2 separate regions of the Arabidopsis thaliana genome follow, and region 1 is linked to region 2. A link is a contact called in public capture Hi-C data. All regions are on one chromosome and are shown on one strand. The core of a region is the stretch at or near the end of the contact, and the rest is flanking DNA. Distances in the headings are between cores, read along the strand shown. Region 1 holds the start of MSH3 (homolog of DNA mismatch repair protein MSH3). Region 2 holds the start of AT4G25410 (basic helix-loop-helix (bHLH) DNA-binding superfamily protein).

What was found. Capture Hi-C pulls out chosen DNA fragments and counts their contacts.
Region 1: a capture Hi-C map of seedling shows a contact between it and region 2, with 1.8 times the contacts expected there. A contact is called at or near these places in 11 of 26 Hi-C or Micro-C datasets (callus, leaf, root and 3 more) and 1 of 3 other capture datasets (seedling).

What each region holds. Positions count from the first base shown.
Region 1 is chr4:13,045,972-13,052,602 of TAIR10.1, reverse strand. It overlaps MSH3 (homolog of DNA mismatch repair protein MSH3), which reads left to right and starts at 4,341. Exons shown (of 12, transcript NM_118686.3): 1 at 4,341-5,423; 2 at 5,681-5,872; 3 at 6,036-6,200; 4 at 6,289-6,387; 5 at 6,630-6,631. The coding sequence starts at 4,488. AT4G25550 (Cleavage/polyadenylation specificity factor, 25kDa subunit) reads right to left here and starts at 4,236. Exons shown (of 7, transcript NM_118687.3): 1 at 3,966-4,236; 2 at 3,411-3,456; 3 at 2,660-2,753; 4 at 2,495-2,568; 5 at 2,079-2,165; 6 at 1,885-1,995; 7 at 1,330-1,801. The coding sequence starts at 4,084. The coding sequence ends at 1,730. It overlaps LAF1 (myb domain protein 18), which reads right to left and starts at 100. Exons shown (of 3, transcript NM_118688.3): 1 at 1-100. The coding sequence starts at 48.
Region 2 is chr4:12,982,451-12,988,700 of TAIR10.1, reverse strand. AT4G25410 (basic helix-loop-helix (bHLH) DNA-binding superfamily protein) reads right to left here and starts at 3,040. Exons shown (of 4, transcript NM_001341730.1): 1 at 2,705-3,040; 2 at 2,183-2,542; 3 at 1,973-2,098; 4 at 1,180-1,585. The coding sequence starts at 2,929. The coding sequence ends at 2,018. It overlaps AT4G07375 (a long non-coding RNA gene), which reads left to right and starts at 3,671. Exons shown (of 1, transcript NR_142136.1): 1 at 3,671-3,933. AT4G25400 (basic helix-loop-helix (bHLH) DNA-binding superfamily protein) reads right to left here. Exons shown (of 3, transcript NM_118672.4): 3 at 6,117-6,250.

The sequences.
Region 1 (6,631 bases), core at 3,092-5,591, 63 kb before region 2:
TGACCATAACCCTTTCCTATGTCTCTCTCCATATTTCGTCTTCGCCATTTCTCTTTAGTCAGCTGTCTGTCCTGATACAAGAAAACATGTCTCAATACTATATATGGTGATTGAGACAACATATATATCACCAAACGTCCACAGATAGAGCCTACATACTTGGTGTTAAGAAATGACCAAATGGGCCTGCTTAGAGTAAATGACAAATGACATATATATTTCTATTTTTATGAAAATTTGGGATATAATTTATGTGTTAATTTCTTATGAGTATACTGTATGCATTTGTATAAGCAGTGAGGAGAAAAGTCATAATGGAATATGTAAGGATTAATTAGGTGTCAAAAGTCTGCTTGGATAAATTTAAATTATTGATATAATGTTCCAACTTAAAATAAATTAGCAATTTTCAGTATATATAAGATTTGAGATTCCTACCTATAAAAAAAAAAAAAAAGAAGAATCTTTGCTTGTTTTTGTTCTTTCACTTTGTTTTCTTATTGTTTGTTTTCCTTATATTTACTTCATTTATAATGGACGATGCCTTAAGAATTTACACACTAATCAGATAACATCTTCATATCCAAAAATCTCTAAAATGTCGGCAAGAATTTTATATTAACGACTTCTTTAATTTATGTTTAAATCGCGTCAATGAGTTTTTTGGTTAGAAACGATCATCCGGGTGGAATAATCTGTCTGATTCAATCCAATGATTGTGAATAATGAAGTAATGATTATAGAGAATCATCCAATCTGTTAATCTTTTCGTAAAGCATCATTAGCAAGCAGACAAATTGCATTTGCTAATACAAGTACTTGAAATAATTATTATATGATTTGAGAGCTCTTTTTCTCTTAATTATAAAATTTTGTAGTGAAGTCAACATTGAGCTCCTATTTGCTGCTAGTAATTATTTCATATTTTTTCCTCTCACGATGTTTTTCTTACATTCACACTGACAAGTGGACCAATAATAAGAGTTATTTGAGGAATATTGTGAATTTCAACAATTTGAATTCCTTCTGTCCCGATCGAAATGGCCTGTCCCAATTTTAAAAATACTCTGATTTTGTTTTTTACTTGTTGGCTCTTTTGGCCTGTGGAAAATGACGAGTAAAGAAAATTGAGAGGGAAACAATAAAAAAGTGTCTACCTTGTCTTGGTCGTCTTGATAACATAATATAATTTGCCGTCAAACTAATCCCCAATGAAACACGACTAATAAATTTTATACATCTAATGTTATGATGACTTAATCCTTAGCCCTCGGAGAATAAATTTTATACATCTAATGTTATGATAACTAGGATACTTTAGATTGTTCGTCTACAACAAAACTTCTCCTCCTTCGACCATTAGGCCTTGTGGTATGTTGATAAAACTTTATGAAATATGTTGACAAAGAAGGTTAAACATGGCTTAGTTTTATGCACCAAAATAAAAACATCATTCAACATTGAATGAAACACATGTTTTACGGTTAGAGAAGACAGGCGTTAGTCAAACAATGACAAATGCTTTTAAAAATGAGATACAATAATCTTTGTTTTTTGTGCTGACACTTTGAACCGGTTCTACATAAAAGCCAACAAGTCTATAATGCAAAAAACCCAACTCGCATCATTGGAAAACCCCATCTCTAATCCGGTAGCTACAGCTCTCTACCGTACCTAAGTAACTTACCCATCTGATAGGTTCCTTGTTCTTGAACACACCGAGTCGAAATCACGAACTAATCATGTTGAAATGGAATCTGGATAGCTGCTGCGGAATGGTTGATATAACCGGTCCATATCTCTGTTTCAAGAAAATAATATACGGTTAGATGTTTGAGGTAAAAACCATTTTCCAAAGGTTGGTATTCTGGATATAAGCAAAACCTGAACATTGTCATAGAGTTCGAACAAAGGGACGGCCAAGAGCTTCAAATTTTTGGGCACAGCAAAGTACTCTTTCTCAGACAAGTGAACAATGTAGAGTCTCTTGCATTCCTGCCATTCCACAAAAAAGAGGAGATATAAGGAGAAGAGTAAAGGGAAATTCTGAGAAGCTTTACATTGTGTTTTTTTACTACCTTTGGTTTCGTGATGTGAGGAGGGCAATACGGGTACATCATGGTTTCAAAGTTTGGACGCCACCATGTCGCAACACATTCTCCTACCTGTTAAAGGGACATAAAGTACCCAACGGATCAGGGACAGAGCTATATACATAACTCAATCAGACAACTGTGGACTCATGGCAAAGTCTTCTTTCTTCATCTAGTACGTATATGATTCTCTAGCAAAGCTACCAGGCCTATCCTTGTTTTCTTTTATGAACCCTCATTCCTGGCATGCTTAAGTGTAATAACCAAAATAATTTCAATTGCTTCTCGTTTGCTTTAAGAGCAAGCACATGCAACACCAACCTAGTTCTTTTAAGGCATCTATCTACCCCTAAATATCTTGTCACTATCACTCAACGAAAAAGAAGAAACCAGAATAGTACCGTCCAGTCAGGTACAAGAGCAGCCGAATTGCCTCCAAGTTTACTGGTCAGCTTTCTTTTCAGACCATCAGCTTCTGCAGACACAACATAGTACACCCAAAACTTAAGCAGCCAAGAAACTCATAACAGTGTAGAAAGTATTACTAACGGGTGGTAACTGTATACCATTTTCACCAGGCTTCAGGCGTCCACCTGGAAGTTTGCAGAATGTGTTACCAATTTGTAGCAGAAGTATATGAGGATGGTTGTGTTCTTGCACCTAATATGTTAAGCAGCATAAGGTATTAAGAAGAATCTTAGGTTAGAGAGATATCACTAAAATCAAATCAAATTAGGTGGTAGTAATTGCTAGACTCAAACGCAAATTATTTGAAGCATATGATACTCCATGGGAAAATATTAAAGCTTGGAAGGGCAATGGTGCATACAAACAATGAAAGAAACGGAACAATAAGATGCATCAATAAATGGCACCCTTCACTTTTATGACTCTTATTAAGTGCAGGTTAAGTTCATTGGATCCATAAAGCTTGTGACTATATATTAAGGTCAGATTAATCCACTTATGTGATTCGAGCTTCTTCGTAATATAAGGTTACCCAATCAGTACAAAATTGTGTTGGAGATGGCAACTAGAAAAGGAAGTAGATGACTTCAATCAAAATATCACACAGATCTATATCTCTGCCAAGTTTTAAATGATACATTGGGTAGAGAACACATATTTACAGAGAACGCTACGATTAAGTACAAATAAAGTGACACTTCAGTGGCATTATGTATATGACAGTATGGCCACTCAAGTCTTGAACCACATAACTGTACCACCGATTTTAAGACAGTGGGCAGTTAAACAACACAGAGAAAACTACAGAAGAGTTGGATAACAAGTAGAGCAGATCGAAAATTATCATACCAGTAGAATCCCTTCAACGCTAGTCCTCATGCCCTCTTTCATATAGCTGCAACACCCCATTAAGAAAACAAGAAAGAGATAATCAGACTCCAGAATGTCTTAAGTAAGAGCTATCAAATTCCAGACTTCATGTATCCATGTAAAAAGCATGAGACTTTACTTGCAAAACTAAAGTATTGTATAACATATACAGTAGCTATATCTGTTCCCTAATCAAATCATTCACTGGAAATTTAAATAGCCTATAGCTGTTCTTTGTTCACAAAAAAAAAACACAGATCGTTGGAAGAAGTTGTTCTAACAATATATGTACCACCAAGTTGTAGTTTTGAAACCTTAAAGTTGTGTAAAATGGCCAAAAGATTATTCCTTTAAGGAGAAGCTAGTAAATTCAGCAGCAGCGAGAAAGCAGATAAGCATTTAGAAAACATCGAGATCATGATCTAAGAATGTAAAAGCCTGGAGATTTCTAGGGTTTTCAATTCTCAGGCATCTTCTCCAGCAGTAGCTATAAGAAGAAAACAAAAAAGAGAAAGAAGGAAAGAGGAATCGTACTTGATTTTCATACGAGCGAGCCGGTCGGCGACGGAGGTGTCCTTTTCCAGCTTGGGTTCCTTAGTTCCGAAGCTGTAGTTCGAAAGCGGGTACGTGTTCACCACCTGAGACATAGCCATCTCTCTCTCTCAACAGAATCCACTTAGACAAAATATGGTGAAATCTTCTTCGCCGTGTGTGTTTCTCTGTTTCGATCTATCACTCAGCGGTGGGGACGGACGGCAACGGGGAGAGAAGCGATCTCGACGGAGAATTAATGACACCACCAACTTCTAGAGTATACTCATTTGTTATAGTGGCACTTTAGGCCCATTTAAAAAATACCGGCCCATTTATAAAGACCCGGCCCATAATAACCGCTCCGAACCGATGGCTTCGTCACTTTGTTGTTCAGTGACAGTGATGGATTAGAGAGATTGGCAACCTAAGAAAGCGCGCGAAAATTGGCAACCCAAGTTCGCCATAGCCACGACCACGACCTTCCATTTCTCTTAAACGGAGGAGATTACGAATAAAGCAATTATGGGCAAGCAAAAGCAGCAGACGATTTCTCGTTTCTTCGCTCCCAAACCCAAATCCCCGACTCACGAACCGAATCCGGTAGCCGAATCATCAACACCGCCACCGAAGATATCCGCCACTGTATCCTTCTCTCCTTCCAAGCGTAAGCTTCTCTCCGACCACCTCGCCGCCGCGTCACCCAAAAAGCCTAAACTTTCTCCTCACACTCAAAACCCAGTACCCGATCCCAATTTACACCAAAGATTTCTCCAGAGATTTCTGGAACCCTCGCCGGAGGAATATGTTCCCGAAACGTCATCATCGAGGAAATACACACCATTGGAACAGCAAGTGGTGGAGCTAAAGAGCAAGTACCCAGATGTGGTTTTGATGGTGGAAGTTGGTTACAGGTACAGATTCTTCGGAGAAGACGCGGAGATCGCAGCACGCGTGTTGGGTATTTACGCTCATATGGATCACAATTTCATGACGGCGAGTGTGCCAACATTTCGATTGAATTTCCATGTGAGAAGACTGGTGAATGCAGGATACAAGATTGGTGTAGTGAAGCAGACTGAAACTGCAGCCATTAAGTCCCATGGTGCAAACCGGACCGGCCCTTTTTTCCGGGGACTGTCGGCGTTGTATACCAAAGCCACGCTTGAAGCGGCTGAGGATATAAGTGGTGGTTGTGGTGGTGAAGAAGGTTTTGGTTCACAGAGTAATTTCTTGGTTTGTGTTGTGGATGAGAGAGTTAAGTCGGAGACATTAGGCTGTGGTATTGAAATGAGTTTTGATGTTAGAGTCGGTGTTGTTGGCGTTGAAATTTCGACAGGTGAAGTTGTTTATGAAGAGTTCAATGATAATTTCATGAGAAGTGGATTAGAGGCTGTGATTTTGAGCTTGTCACCAGCTGAGCTGTTGCTTGGCCAGCCTCTTTCACAACAAACTGAGAAGGTACGTTTATCTGTGTACGAGTAAATATTACTAATTCAAGCATTGTTGATTAATTTTGAACAATTTAGCTCCTCAGTTAGTTTTACAAGATTCTGTCTATACTAATCCCTGAATCCTTCCTGATGAACAGTTTGACAAGAATCTTTGTCTGTATGTATAATCACTATATGGATTAGTTTTGAAGACTAGAACTTCTGTTCTTGGTCGATGTGTATACATGTACTGATAGATGTTCGTGTGGTATCTTTGTTTGGCAGTTTTTGGTGGCACATGCTGGACCTACCTCAAACGTTCGAGTGGAACGTGCCTCACTGGATTGTTTCAGCAATGGTAATGCAGTAGATGAGGTTATTTCATTATGTGAAAAAATCAGCGCAGGTAACTTAGAAGATGATAAAGAAATGAAGCTGGAGGCTGCTGAAAAAGGAATGTCTTGCTTGACAGTTCATGTATGTCATTTGACTTTCTAAAAACTTTCCCTTTATTTTATTTTTTATGATGATCTGTTAATGCGATATTGTTAATGACCACATCTTGCTTTCAAAAAGTTTTTTTCATCTATTAAATGCTTACTGCAATTCCTGCTAATTTATTCCTTCGTTGATGGTGCAGACAATTATGAACATGCCACATCTGACTGTTCAAGCCCTCGCCCTAACGTTTTGCCATCTCAAACAGTTTGGATTTGAAAGGATCCTTTACCAAGGGGCCTCATTTCGCTCTTTGTCAAGTAACACAGAGATGACTCTCTCAGCCAATACTCTGCAACAGTTGGAGGTACTTTCCGCTTTATTTGGCTAGTCACATGTTCAGTTTTAAGTTTCCTAACTGAGTTTCTCTTAAAATAATTTTTATATATATTCAGGTTGTGAAAAATAATTCAGATGGATCGGAATCTGGCTCCTTATTCCATAATATGAATCACACACTTACAGTATATGGTTCCAGGCTTCTTAGACACTGGGTAAGACACAATCTCTTTTCTTCTTAGATTTTCCGCAAAAGGGCTTTGTTTATTTGTAGTTCTATAGATGCAGTAAGTCGTCTTATAGTAAAGAAAAAAAAGACTTTACTGGCATCTTTCAGTTTTTGAAGGGGAGAGATTTGAGATTTCTGTACTTACTCCTCATTGACTTTTTGCTAAGTGGTAGGGAAATTTTTTAAAAGATCTCTTATCATGATTTGTGGACACTTTCATTTCAACAGGT
Region 2 (6,250 bases), core at 1,791-4,290:
TGAGATGGAGTTAATGTTTCTATTTTCAATATTGTTGTTATTTATTAGTTTGGTTGTTAACTAGTTGGAAATAATATGGGTTTAAATATTATTAATTCTCATTAATATATCGTCTGGGATTTTCTTTATCGGAACACTATCCGATTTGAAGATCATGAATTTGTTGGACGGCATCTCAAGTTTTGATTTAAAAAAACATTTTTTAACAACCACACATTTAAATTAAAAAATAAGACTCCTAGTTGATAATTAATTAAATTACCAATAATGATATAAGATATCAAACGAATATTAGTGAGATCTTAACCACTCATCATGCGTATCTCTTAAAACATTTGAACTACTGTCAACTTCGCTTAAGTTCGTGACATGTATTAATTAAAGTGACTATTTAGATCTAAAGTAATGAGATTTTATTAAATAATATGTGGTCGATCTGTTCATATGCTTATGGGTACGTATGAAAAGAAAAGAAACCAAGATTCTGGGGATATGTATAATACTGTGTCGTATCGTGAACTACAAAAGAAAGTGAGATTTTGCAAATTCAAGATTTAAAAATAGAAAGGTGGTTCTCTGCATTGAATCTTAGGCTTTTATCTATGGCAATTTTGTAATATGCTTCTTATTTCCGAAAAAAATATCGTAATTAAATATCATAATCTTGTATAAATAATTTGTCTGACTTCACATTTGCTATGTCATTTACTCATTTGATGATGTGAGGCCTTGTGCTTATGAATTAAATAGTTATTTAAAATTTCAAAATAGTGATGGCATTTGTATGTATGTTTATTTGTGTTAGGGTTATCAACTCATGCACGTACATTCAAACGATCTTTTATTGTGTGGTTACTGGTTAGTATTACCATCTGTTAGTTATTTGGAACTTCTATTTTACCACTTTCGAATCGCCCAAAGGATTGGTTGTATCGAGGTTAGTGCTACTACTTCATATATAGTCTCTCATCTTTGATATATATCGTAGAGATAACAGTTATGTTACTTCTCAATTTTCGCAGTTTTATGTGTGAACAATTCACATAAAATATCGAAATCTAATTCACCAATGTGGTACTGATAGCGTAGAGAATAGTAGGCTAGAAACAACCTAGCAGATTCTGACTATTATAGAGCCCAAAAGATGGTTCTCACCTACCCTTGCTTCATACTTATCTGGTTAGAACTAGGCGATATATATATATTATGCTATTGTATTGGCCTTTATTTTACTATGCCCTTCCGGATTTTCCTTCTAATACAGGTCTAAATGATTCATGGATATGTATTACAGAAAAACTTATTTTCCATACGAGAAAACCCAAGAAAACCTAACAATGGAGTGATACAAAATGTTATAATGAAAGGGAAACAAAAAAATGGCTTGCCCGTGAGAAAAAAAAAATCTCTACTGAAAACATCAGACCCTTGGTCTTTACGGCGGCGAATCATGGTGAAGTTATGATCTACCCCATGAAGTCACTTGAACTTGTTTAAACCAAAGCTACACCTCAATCCATGAATGAACTTTAACACCTATGCACCTTGCTCTCATAACGAAATTTCAAGAAGACTTTGATTTTTTCTGCATCAAGTATACGGTGAGATTAGTTCATTAGAACATCAACCATAGTTATAATGTTGTAAAACACATGAACAAAAATACACCATATCGAACATTGCTAATATTAGTCTTCCATTGATATATGAACTAGAACCATGTGAAATTCTAGTGTTTATAATTATATATGACTTTCACATTAGTTCTTAACTTCTAAGTATATATAAGTTCATGAACAAGAAAACAATAATTGGAGCAACAAACATATGATATCTACAAAAAATACTGTTTTATATCCACTAACATGCAAGGCTTCAATACCACATCTAAAAAGGACAATAATTTGGAAATGAGTTTCTATTTAGCTAAGCTCATATAACGAATGAAGAGCTCGGGTAAAAGAGATCATACGATGAGGAAGTTCTTTAGGACTACGAATGGTATGTTTCTGCATGATTAGTACCCCGTCGAAAGTATCAAATCCTCAACTAGCTTCTGCTGCAACCATAATAAGTCTATGCATCCGAAACTATTAACCTGTATTGAATATAGTTAAATGTAATGAAACCCTAGATTAACTTCCATTGACATGGCATGTTGACATGTTGTAACCAACCATACCTCTACTTGAATAGTGTGCATGAGCCTATCATTGACTCTTGTAGTGAAGGAGCTCATGACTTCAAGCCCTTTCTCCTGAATTGTCTCGAGCACTTTTGATAGTGGCAAAGCTTCGGGGCCTGAGGAGTTGCTGCTCACTACCACTTCTAAACCGCTCACGTGTGGTTGCACCATCACAGTCGCCGGCTCCGATTTGCCTACATCGGATCCAGTTTTTCCTGGATCCGGATTCGATTTATATCCTTGGCCGGTTTCTCTACTTAACTCGTCTCTTCTTGCACTAAGTTCTTTAATCCGTGCTTCCGTGTCCTTAATGAAATTTACCGCTCCATTTACATGATCCGACACAGCTCTTTTTCCCTATAAATAAAGATTAAATACAAAACTAAATTAAATACAAAAAACGACATATTCACAACCCTAGCAGCCAAATCTCACCAAATCTTGGTTTCTTCGAACAATTGATATAACGAAAAAGTAAATAAATTTGAGAGAAAAGAGTGAGTAATTAAGAATATGAACCTTGATGTATTTAAGAGGTAAGTGAGTACGAAGAGTAGCAAAGAGTGTAGCCATTTCTTGTCTTCTTTGGCGTTCGATGTCGCGGTGGAGAAGCTTCTTCTTCTTCTTATTGTCATCTGTTTCATGGGCCGTACCGGAGCCGCCGCTGCCGCCACTCTCGCCGGCTGAGCTAAACGGTCTCTGTCTCTGGTAACCTTTTGGATTAAGATTCTTATAAGGATCCATAGTTTGACACTTTGAGCTTTACCAGTGTCAGATCTCCAAAGGATTTTGTGGTTCTGTCTTGTGATAATTTAATTTCCTTTATTGTTTACTTGTTGAATGATGGTGCCTTAAAGAACCAGATGGTTCTCTATGTCTCCTTAGGTGAGAGGGAGGACCATTATTTAAATATTAAATAGATACACAGTAGGAGGACCAAATAATGCAGGTTACGGAATTACTCTTTTTTTTTTTTTAAATAAAATTGAAATAGTTATCAGTTTTTTTTTATTTCATTTATGGGATGAGCCTCGGGCTTGATTTGTAACAAACTAGTAGAATACAACTTATAGTCAATATATATACATAACAAAATAAAATCCTCTACAGTTTATTTAATTAAGAGAATTAAAACACATAATTATAAATTTTTGAAATTAATGTCAACTTAATAATTTATACCCTCCAAACAGCTTTTGTCATACCATCATCCAACACAAAATTTCCTTTATGTGAAATACCATTGCGAATCCATCTCTTTCCATGAAATACAGAATTAGTATCTAAAACGCAAACTGTTGGAAAAAAAAAAAAACCATAATGCACATTTTCTCTAAAACAAAATTATATTCTCATACAACTAGGAGGAACTGGAGAATATAACTATTTGACAAATGTCGACGTGAAAGTGCAACCATGTCTTAAGATTCGGATACATGAAAACAAAACCTCAAATCTCAACCGTTGATGATGTTGCGATGGTCGCATGTGGGCTCCGATCCTTTCTTTTTATTTGCACCTGCTCACACTGCAACTAGTCTTTTCACATGTTTATTAAACGTCCATATCCATTGCGTATCAGATATATAATGCTAAAGATATACTGTTCTTAAGAAGATACTATTTCAATATAATATGCTTTGAATATAAAAACCATGACATCCCTCCACAGTTTCCATTATTAAAAAATAATCCTTTTGGTAAAGGTTATCCTTTCAAGGCAAAGCAAATCCTTCTTCTCTGTCACGAATCCCTTGTTTTTTATATATATGTATATACGCATATTAAGAGCCACTATACTATAAAAGATAATCTCGTTGGATGTTTGACCAAAGTCTTTTCTTTAGGGATGTGTGTTGTATGCTGATATGCTCAATATACGCCATAAGCCATATTATGCCTGATATTAGCAACTTTTATAAACCAGATAAATTTGTAAAAAGAGAAAAATTTCATTCACTTATACTATACATTACGTTAAGAAAATGGATAGAGTTTTAAAGTTATAAGAGCTGGTATATAACAGTTTATATACAGTAATATTATTACATGCGTACAACCGCAATAATGTTTGCATATTATAGTCATGATAAAACAAGTTAACTATTTATTATGTAAATTATTTTTAAGACACGTTTCTGCTATAGTTTTATTACATGAGATGCATTTTTCCTATATCCCAAAAAGTACTATCTGATAGTTTTAATCTTATAAAATTAAAATTAGAAGCACGTTGTTATATTTACGTGTATGACCAAATGTCGAATCATGTCAACTCGATGATTGTCGGAAAATATGGATTATGCAAAGTTAAATTATTCCCTATCAGGCGATCGTACACACATGCCTTGTAGGAGTCACGACTAAACTAAAGACATCTCTTTAGACTTGTATATCTGACGGTTGCGAATAGAAGCCGCTATTTCTACAGTAACAACCAATTATTTCTGCAATAAAAAGTTTTAACCAATGATTTTTTTTATTTTTTTTATTTAAGTTCGTTCAAACGAATTAAAATATGTGTTTGGGGCGAAGTATCCTAATGATGTGGTAAATTATACAATTATATATTGCTCTTTTAAATAATTGTATTGTATTTCAATAGTTATTCGTAATAGATCGTTACAACAACATATTTACAATATATCTCCAGCTAAGTTCTCTATATTGACGCTATATTATTTATTAGGGTCATCAAAATTTATGATGAACTTTAGTTCTAAATAGATATGATTTCAAAATTTAAGAAAAGAAAAAAACAAATTGTGAGTTTTAAACAGAATCACCAAATATAAACGACTTTGGCCATGTGTTAAAAGATCACATTTTCTAGACCCTACTTGGCTAATTAATTCCGCCCAAAACCCCAAAGCTGGTCACTGTAGAAAACTAAACCAAAGTTTTCTCACTCTCTCTTTTTTTTTCAACAACCAAGTTTTCTCACTCATTTTAGTTGCTGAAATTGTTTACCAAAATTTAAGTCTAAGAGAAAAGTCAACAGTTCCAGAGTTCAAATATTTAAATCGATCATAGATATGTAGCGGTTTTCAACTAAGCGGCATATAATATACATTCCCTATGTTTTACTTTTTGCATCGACTTTATAGTCATTAGCTAATTTGTGATTACAGATCTGGAGTGCGTATCACACAACCCTAATTAACCATTTTCAAGATTCAAATTTGATAATTTTGTAACAGTGCGTACACAACAAAGTAAGTTTGTAACAGTTCTTTTTGTCAACCAAAAGTACTTTCTAACAGAAACATTACATATTATTTTTAAAAAATATCCGTCGCTGATAAATTCGCAAATTGTTACTTTTAGAAAAACGAATTTCACATGTTTAGATTTCTCTGAAAAATGGTTTTTCCTTTGCCTCATGTTTCTTGTCTTTTGCATATTGCAAATCAATTTCCGACTCAAATTTTCAGTATTATATAATCTCAAAATCTGTTAATCATTTTTTTTTCTTTTTAACCATTTTGTGTATACCCATCAATCGATGAGTTTTTAGAAAGTTAATATTATTTCATTTTTCTTTTCGTGTATTCGTCCGGAAACAATTTTAGTTTGAAGGCTTATACTATCTATCAGAATTTTTGTTCAAAATACTATTCTATCATCTATTTGATGCTACTCACACCAACAATAGTAAATTAATTATACCATTAATTCTATGTGTACGAATTAAATTCCACCATTCTCTTAATTATATCCTAACTCGACAGATTACGTACATCTTCAGATAAGAATGTTATATGACTTATATATAGGAGCAGAGACGTCTAGAAATAAGAAGGCCTCATGCGGTAATCCTCAAAATAATAGTCATTGTCCCTAATGAACAAAAGATAGAGTAAACTAATATATTTTCTTGAAAGATAATTTGTTTTCATAAGATATTTAATCAAATTTTCAAAATGAAGATTTTTTTCTGTGAATAAACAAGATAGTCAAAACATCAATGATAAAGAAAAAGTTTAGATGGACCATAGTTTATATAATATGTAAGAGATGGTTGTGATATTAAAGCTAGCTAGCATTAGTTTCTTACGCACAAAT